2 separate regions of the Sus scrofa genome follow, and region 2 is linked to region 1. A link is a contact called in public HiChIP or PLAC-seq data. All regions are on one chromosome and are shown on one strand. Each heading gives the region's core, a stretch centred on a gene start, on an enhancer-like site or on the middle of the called end of the contact. The rest is flanking DNA. Distances are from core to core; before and after follow the strand shown.

Region 1 (4,109 bases), core at 979-3,478:
ATAAAATAGCCTATTAGGTCACGGTGATCATGCAAGGAGTCCCTGTGGGTTTTGCATTGAGCTTGGCTTTATAGAAAATACAGATTGAGGCAATTAGTCCTTTCCAATTTTAAGCAAGCAGTAGCAATGGGAAGTATGCCAGGAGGGATGATTAAGGATTAAACAGCATGGGAACTTCATCAGAAGCTCCTCAGTTTTGTTGCCAGCACCTGATCTTTCTACATCAGCACCTCCTTGATTATGGAAGGTGGGGGTGCTTCTCCTGGACCCCACCCCTTAGCCCACTTACCGCTCAAGGGAAAGTTATGGAAGAGAAGGATCCTGTCTCCACCAGCTTCTAAGAGGGAACACAGCCAAGAGAGGCAGGAAGAAGCATGCTCACTTCCAACCTTTTTGGCAAGCTCAGGGGGAGCAAAAGCCATTGCCAATTCTATTTTTTAATACAGATTCAAGCAGGGTTGTGTCTACACATGCAAAGGGAAGTGCACAGTGCTCTGTGTTAAACAGCATAACACCTTTTTTTTAATTAAAAAAAAAAAGAAGCCTAAGCCTTTGCCCGACCATCCAGGTATTCGTTTTCCATATGGTTGGTCCACACGGCAGCGTGAGTCTGGAGAACCGCAGTGTCTCCTGCGGTCATAGGCAGGGGACCCAGTTGCATACCGCTCACCCCACCTATCACAGGTGGGCCAGGCACCAGCACCCGTAAAGGAACTCTCTTTCCTTCTGGAAATAAAGTTGAGCTCCTAGGTCTGGCGAACCTTGACATGCGAGGCACTTTGGTGCTCAGAGTTGGAGAGCCATCAAGGGAGAGGAAGATAACAAAGGGGAATCAGTGGGGGATAAATTAGGAGTTTGGGATTGACATATACACACTATTACATGTGAAATAGATAACCGACAAGGACCTACCTATAGCACAGGGCGCTATACTCAATATTTTTCAATAACCTATAGGGGAAAATACTCCGAAAAAGAATACATAATACAAACATGCATATATAACTGAATCACTGTGCTGTACACCTGAAACTAACACGGTATTGTAAATCAACTCTACTTCAATAAAACAAAAAAAGAAGAGGGAGGAGAGAGAGAGGAAAAGAATACTCGAGTCCCAATTCTCTCTCTAGCCTGGGAAGAGTTCCCACAGCCTGTTCCCCAATGATATTTAAAAAGTCAATTTGACATTTTCCATGAAAATTCAGACTCAACAGATCATACAGAGAGAAACACTGATTTATTTAGTTTGTACTACATTTTAACAGCCTTTTTATATTCTAGTTTTTTTTTTTTCTTCCCTTGGCTGCACTCATGGCCTATGGAAGTTCCCTGGCTGGGGATTGATCCTGCAAAGGCAAAGCCAGATGCTTAACCTGCTACACCACAGAGAGAACTCCTATTCACTGAAAATGTACCCTGGTCTGATGCCATCTCAAATAATGTCGCAATAGGCATCCTTATCCGTGGGCCTTTATATACTTGCTCAAGCTTCAGTCAAATTCTTAGAAGTGAAACTGATGGTCAAAGGGCGTTTGTCTCTTCTGAGTGTTCTGCCATGCTCAGCTGTGCCTGCTGAGTACACCGTGTGTGTTAAACAGGAGGCAGCACAGCACTGCCATCACTACAGCTTTGCCATCAGCCAGTGCCAGCTCTGCACCTCAGAGCCTGCGTGACCTTGTGTAAGTTATTGACCTTTCAAAACCAGAGTTTGCCATCTATTGACTAGAACAACACTAATCGCATATGAGGTCGCCATGGGCCAGGTACTGTTTTAAGTGCTCCGTTCATTTACTTCTCAAATAACCTTATGAGGTAGGTGCTATTCATATCTCCTTTTAGAGATGAGGAACTAGGCACAGGGAGGGCACTCAGTTTACCAGGATCACACAGCTAAGGAAGTAGTGGGGTCACTTTTCCCCCCAGGAAGCCTGGCTCCAGAGCCTATTTTTTAAATGTCCTTCTAGGGAAGGTGATGACAAAATATGATAATGAAAACAGAGGATGATATGATAATGATAATGATATATGATATTGAAAACAGAGGACAATATGCAAGTAGGTGGGGAGGTGAGAGAGAGAAGGAGAAAGAGAGAGAGAATTTAGCGTGGTATGTGGCCCTCGGTGACTTCATGCAGCCTGGCAAGAGCAGAGGTATAATGCAAAGCCTTTCTTCAAGGCACATCCCTTAAGAATGAACAAGCTGGCCTGATGGATTTCCTTAAGATTTCATTTTTATGAAGAGGAAGCCTGGGAACAGAGAAGCATGTGACTCTGGAGATCTGTTAAATCTTTTAGCCCAGAAACCAACAGAATCACAGGAATTCATACATTTCTTAGACTGGGAATTAATGGCACTGATGAAGGAAGTTGTAATGACCATGAAAGATGAACCTTCCAGCTGAGGAAGCCAAAACGGGGGGTGGGGTGGGGTGGGGTGGAGCTAGCTATGGAACACGACCTTGGCTGGGAACAGCGGACTGTCAGGCTGGACCATCTGGGGAAATTCTTTCCGATCAAGTAAAGTGTGATATTCCAGAAGGGACGGGCGGGGCTCCTGAAGAGAGAGGCAGGTTGTTTCAGGTTAAGTGCTTGACAGGCATCATCTCATTTAACCCTCACAACAGTTGTATCTGAGGTAAAAAGTTTTCCCTGTTTGACCAGTGAGGAAACTGAGGTGCAAAGAGGTGATGTGACTTGCCCAGGAATCTGCTCGTACACTTCACAGTCAGCCTGAAGAGAAGGTACACACTCCTTAGTCGCATAGAGAGCCTGGTCAGGATGACACTGATGGGGGTTTGTCAGGCGGGTAAGGGAGTAGCAGACCTCATAGCTTAAGCCTCCGTGTTGTCATCTGTGAAAATGGGTATAGGTATGGTATCTAACGCACAGGCAATTCACATAGAACACTGAGCACAGTGGCTGGTCCATGGCTGAGCACTGGAGAGATACATTAAGAACCAGACTGTGCTGACTCTTCTTCTTTTTAGAAAACTGGTATCAAAAATCACAACGGTTAAGATTAGGCCCCTTATATATAGACTGCAACTCCTTTTATTGGAATGAGTCTCCAAGTGCCTTTTGCCCAGGAAGTGGAATAAACATAGCATAGAGACCATATGTCATTAGTTCTAATGAAGCCAAGACCTTTGTTATGAACTGAGTATTTTTATCAGCAACTTGCCTGACTCCATGTCACTTCAGAACTGCCCCCTGTGGGACTGAACTGTCCCATCTACAGAAGAAGGATCCAACTCTAATTTCTAAATTATTTCTAAACTGAGAAATCTAAGGAAAATTCTAAAAATAGTCACCCTAGCAAACACAATAAACCCTTGCTTGGCTCTCACTGATAAAAGAGTTTGTCCTTGGAGTTTCCATTGTGGCTCAGCAGTAACAAACCCAACTAGTATCCACGAGGACGTGAGTTCAATCCCTGGCCTCGTTCAGTGGGTTAAAGATCCAGCATTGCTGTGAACTGTGGTGTAGGTCGTGGCTGCAGCTGTGGTGTAGGCTGGCAGATGCAGCTCTGATTTGACCCTTGGCCTGGAAACATCCATGTACCACAGGTGTGGCCCTAAAAAGCCAAAAAAAAAAGTTTGTCCTGGGGTTAAAAGCCTGAGTTACAGAATTTTCTTTTTAAATAGTGTTTCATCATAAATGATGATAGCAGTTACTGCTTATGAGCTCTAGGGCTCAGCCTGGGCCATGCACCTACCACACACCAACTTTAGTCCTCTCAGCAGTCCTGTGGAGTAAATCATGGTGTTTGCTCACTCTTAATAAAGAAGCTGAGGATCTCAGAGAAAAGTGACTTGCTAGATGTAACAGCTTCTCTGTTATCCCATTTTCCCCAAACTTTGCTATAACATATCTATGTATTGTGAAGTCCCTGTAAATAGCTGGAAGGAAACAGCCAAAAGAGTCCTGTAACGGATTATTTAAAAATTATTCTATGTAGAGCTACAGTTTTTATGGTACAGCATGATGACATGGGGTAAGTGGTTTCCTGGCTTAGTCCAAACCCCAGGCCTTCTCAGTGACGTGCCATAACGAGCCTTAACAACATGGGTTGTACTTGTTTTGAAATCTCTGCCCCCTACCCAGCA
Region 2 (4,109 bases), core at 831-3,330, 600 kb after region 1:
GGAGTGTTTGAATTGATTTATGCTGCGTATTGCTTCTGTAATAGCAATAACAGGACATCTTTAAAGAAGATGGGTGTCACCTCATCAGGGAGGTCTTCCCTGATGTCCTACGACCAGAGTGTGGCGGACCTGCGCGGATCTACCCGGGCATCTCCCGCACACCTTTTCAGAAACACAGCTGGCTTGAGGAGCATTGGCAGTGGCTGTGGCACTCCCTGGAGCTAACCCGTTCAACTGGGCACTTAACCCACGGGCTTCATGACCCCAGGGACTCCAGTCTTCCCTGGAGAGCCTTGCTTCTGGCAATACGACACTCTAGGCTCCGGTCTGTCATCCCCAAGGAGGTCAGCCGGCTGTAGTGTCTGCAGGAAGTGAGGCTGGATAAAGGTGAGACGCTCTTCCATGTGGCTAAAGGACAAGCAGCCCTGATTCAAAAGGCAGCGGGGTAGCGTATGATGCTCTACATGAAGAATCCTAAAGGTTTTAGGTCATGATGTATATTTAACAGACTTACTGATAATTAAATCCAAGATATTTGGAAAAATATTATTGAACTTGTATTTGGGAAGGTTTATTTGGGGACAAGTGGACTGGAGAGGAAGAGACACTGGCCTCCAAGGTGACACTTAGGAGACTGTTGGAATAATTGGGGATCATCACCAGGCTTTATTATCATGGCAATTTTTTTCCCAACAGCAAGTCCTCAGTGTGCCTATTACAGTGCCTGGCAAGACACGGGTGACTCATGAACACTGGCTGAGTACATGCTATTGTAGACCTGGACGACTGGTGACAGTATCGTGGAGAACGAGGGCGCAGGAGGGCGTGAAAGAATGCAGAACGTGTATCTAGCACATAGATGTAAGATGCTGGAGAGAGCGGAGAGGAAATGACTGCTGGCTTGCCCGCCTCTGCAATGGCTGAGAGAGAGAGAGAGAAAAGGAACTGTGGGCTGTGGACAGACAGCCGGTCAGGGGTGGGGAGAAGATGAGCCCCTTTCACTGCGCACACATTGAGTTTGAGTCGACAACGGGACATCTTAAAGAAAGGTCCGGAGGCAGCTGATGAGAAGGATGTAAACACGGGTGAGAGATGCGTGCCCGAGATGAAAGATCCCGATATCTGTAACACAGAGGCGAGAGGTGAATCTGCAAGAGCACATACAGTGCCCTGGAGGGCAGGATGTCAGGACAGAAAATTAAGGACCCAAAAGTGTGTTCTGAGGAATGGTCCTCATTGTAAAAGGTGTTGGGGACCCTGGAGAAACTTGCAGGTGTTAAGCTCCTCCAACTGCTAGCTGAATCCTTCTTTCCTAAAAGCCCAGGGAAGTTACTTGACATTTTAAATGCAGACATACAGAGAGGCATTCCGAGTCAGATATGAAGTGGAAAAATCTTTCTAAGATACACACAGGAAAAAAAAAAAAAAAAGTTCCCATCTCTCAACTGTTCTTTGTTTTAAAATTATCAAAAGCAACAAAAATCTAGGTACTTCAGTTAGAAAGTTTGAGCTGAAGTTTGCTCTCATTCTCGCTCATTGGAGTGTACTTTTCTCCTTCTATTTGTTGCTTTGTCTCCACCTTGTTAAGAGGCTGTTTAAACCTGTGCTTCAAATTCTCCCCAAGCAACACAGCCACTGAGGGAAAATCAAAAAGGAAGTACAGTGCATTTATAACAGCTTTGCTGGGATCGGTGGGAGGGGAAGCCAAAGGCTGCTGTGCAGATCAGTGACCCCTGAGCAGTGGGAAAAGCTGATTGGCAAACACGCAGGAACCTAAGGGGAGGACCAAGAGTGACTCAGGCAACCCTTTTAGGATGAAAGGACCAGACCTTTGTCAGTGACCACTTTTCACTGCCTTGCTTTCCAGAGGTCCTCTTCTTACACATTAGCAAAAACACTGCCTGTCCAGATGTAATCAGACTTGCAGCAACGAGAGAGAGACGGAACGGGGGAGCAGCTGAGCAGTCTCTGCCTTAGGTAATGCTGAGGCGCCGAACAGCTTCTTGGAAGATGTGTAGACGTGTGTGTATCCGTGTCACCAGCGTCAGTTTGGGTAGGTAAATGGAAACACGTGACTATCCCATGGTAATGCAAGAATGATGTAAACAATACACTTCTTTTTGCTAAGCAGATATCGCATGGAAGCAGGGCCCAGGTGTTTCCTTTCTGAAGGAAACTCCCAACAACACACTGAAATCTACTATCAACAAAGAAAACACATTGACAGAAAAGCCTAGTGGTTCTCAAATCAAATTCTTTAAGGCTTATAACGCTGCAGATTCAGCTTATTAAGATACTGAAAATGGGAGAAATTAAAAAGCAACCACTTTAATTATCGTGTTTGTGTCAAGTTTAGCCAACTGCTACAGTAATATCACTTGGCTTGTTCTACTGTAATTAACCCAGTAAGTGTACAAAGAAAACAAATTAGAACTATTTATAGCTCTTCTGAAGCAAAGTGGAAATGAGCTATTGCCCAATGCTATTACAATAAATATGGGTTGTTGACATTCCTTCAAAGTATGCTTTAGGACTTTCAATGAGTCATGTTATTCTTCAGTTGTATAAACCTCCACAAAACAAAGAAAATTCCAATAGTGCATCTCATCAAACTTGTTTTCAGAAGAGTGTATATCAAGTTGAGTAACCAGCCATTTGTTTTGAGCCAAACTGGATAAGTCTCATTAAGGAAATGTTAAATAGTATGCAAACACTGCATGCATTTTTAAAATGAGGTTCAAACATTCTGCGACTCTATGAGTCAGTCCCACAGAATGAAAACCACAGTCAAGATTCATTATTATTTAACTGGCATGGACCCCCCCCTCATCCAGATAATAGCGAACTTTATGGAAATGAAAGGAATGCAGATCTGGCACAAAAGGGGATCGTCTGCATAAGAGAGACTGCTTTACTTTTTTTCTTTGAGGTAATAATCCTTCACTTAGATAAAACAAATCAAAATTGTATGTGCAAGACCACTGTTTAGGCACAATACAAGCAAATTAGGTCCAAGTAATTACCTTCACCTTTGTAAGAAAAAAAACTGCCCACGTCCCCTCTTTGTATTTCTGCATTCCTGTTGCTGGGACTACTGCTGTCCACAAAACAGATGACCTACTACCTACTCCTGCTTTCTGTGTACAAGGCACAGAGTAAGTCCTCAGCATTCTTTTGCACAATAAACCCACAGAGCCTCATGAACAGTTGCCGTCATTATCCCTGTTCTGCAGATGAGAAAGAGGAGACCAAGAGAAGACCTTTCCACAAGATTCTAGTGGAGAAGCTGGCTTTCAAGCTCTAATTGGTCTGATTACAAGGGAGAGCGGGGAGGGAGTGGGATGGACAGGGAGTTTGGGGGTTAGTAGATGCACGCTATTACATTTAGAATGGATAAGCAATGAGGTCCTGCTGTACAGCACAGGGAACTATATCCAGCCTCTTGGGATAGAACATGATGGAAAAGAGCATGAGAAAAAGAATGTATATACAGGTGTGACTGGGTCACTATGCTGTGCCGCAGAAATTGACACAACACTGCCAGTCAACTATACTTGAATAAAAAAAAGAAGTGGAAAAACAAACAAAAAACAAAAACAAAAAAAACAAAGCCTGAGCTCTTAGCCAATATGTTTTCTTCAGACAACGTTTTCAAATGTGGAGAGTCTGAGTGGGGCTTTTGGACAGAGGTGAACTCTCCTGCTCTCTGTCTTGGTGTGAGCGTGTGAGCGAGGCCAGCTGGGTCTCTGCTCTGGTTTGCCCCCCCTCCACAGGAAAACCAGCTCCTGGGCACATGGCTGGGTTTGTTACCTGAAAAACAGTGCCCTGTGTGTAGGTTTTCGAACTCTGTAGAGCCATTTCATATAAACGATCTCTTTTGATCCTCCAGAGAACTGAGAAGAGAAGCCGTTTTTATCTGCATTTTATAGGCAGGATAAAACTTTACTCAAAGTTCTATCATGAGTTAGGAGCAGAGCCAGAGGTAGATCATGGTTTTCTGCCCTTTCCCAAGCAGCTGCCGCTTTTGCCTGCCCTGCACGTGAGGGAACCTATGCAAAACTGCATGTACCACCTAACCACCATGCCCAGAGGAGTCTGCCAAACAAAGT

What was found. HiChIP or PLAC-seq counts read pairs in DNA pulled down with a chosen protein or histone mark.
Region 2: a contact with region 1 is called in an H3K27ac HiChIP or PLAC-seq map of skeletal muscle. The contact joins two enhancer-like sites. A contact is called at or near these places in 1 of 47 Hi-C or Micro-C datasets (embryonic fibroblasts) and 1 of 2 datasets of contacts at active chromatin or transcription factors (skeletal muscle).

The regions. Positions count from the first base shown.
Region 1 is chr2:145,033,118-145,037,226 of Sscrofa11.1, forward strand. No RefSeq gene overlaps it. Among named protein-coding and RNA genes, the nearest start is that of NR3C1, 110 kb to the left of the region's middle. Within about 2 kb of position 2,229, at least 9 of the 83 cell types and tissues checked have an H3K27ac peak or open chromatin away from gene starts, as enhancers often do. A contact at or near this core is called in skeletal muscle, where this site is marked.
Region 2 is chr2:145,635,736-145,639,844 of Sscrofa11.1, forward strand. No RefSeq gene overlaps it. Among named protein-coding and RNA genes, the nearest start is that of YIPF5, 30 kb to the right of the region's middle. Within about 2 kb of position 2,081, at least 18 of the 83 cell types and tissues checked have an H3K27ac peak or open chromatin away from gene starts, as enhancers often do. A contact at or near this core is called in skeletal muscle, where this site is marked.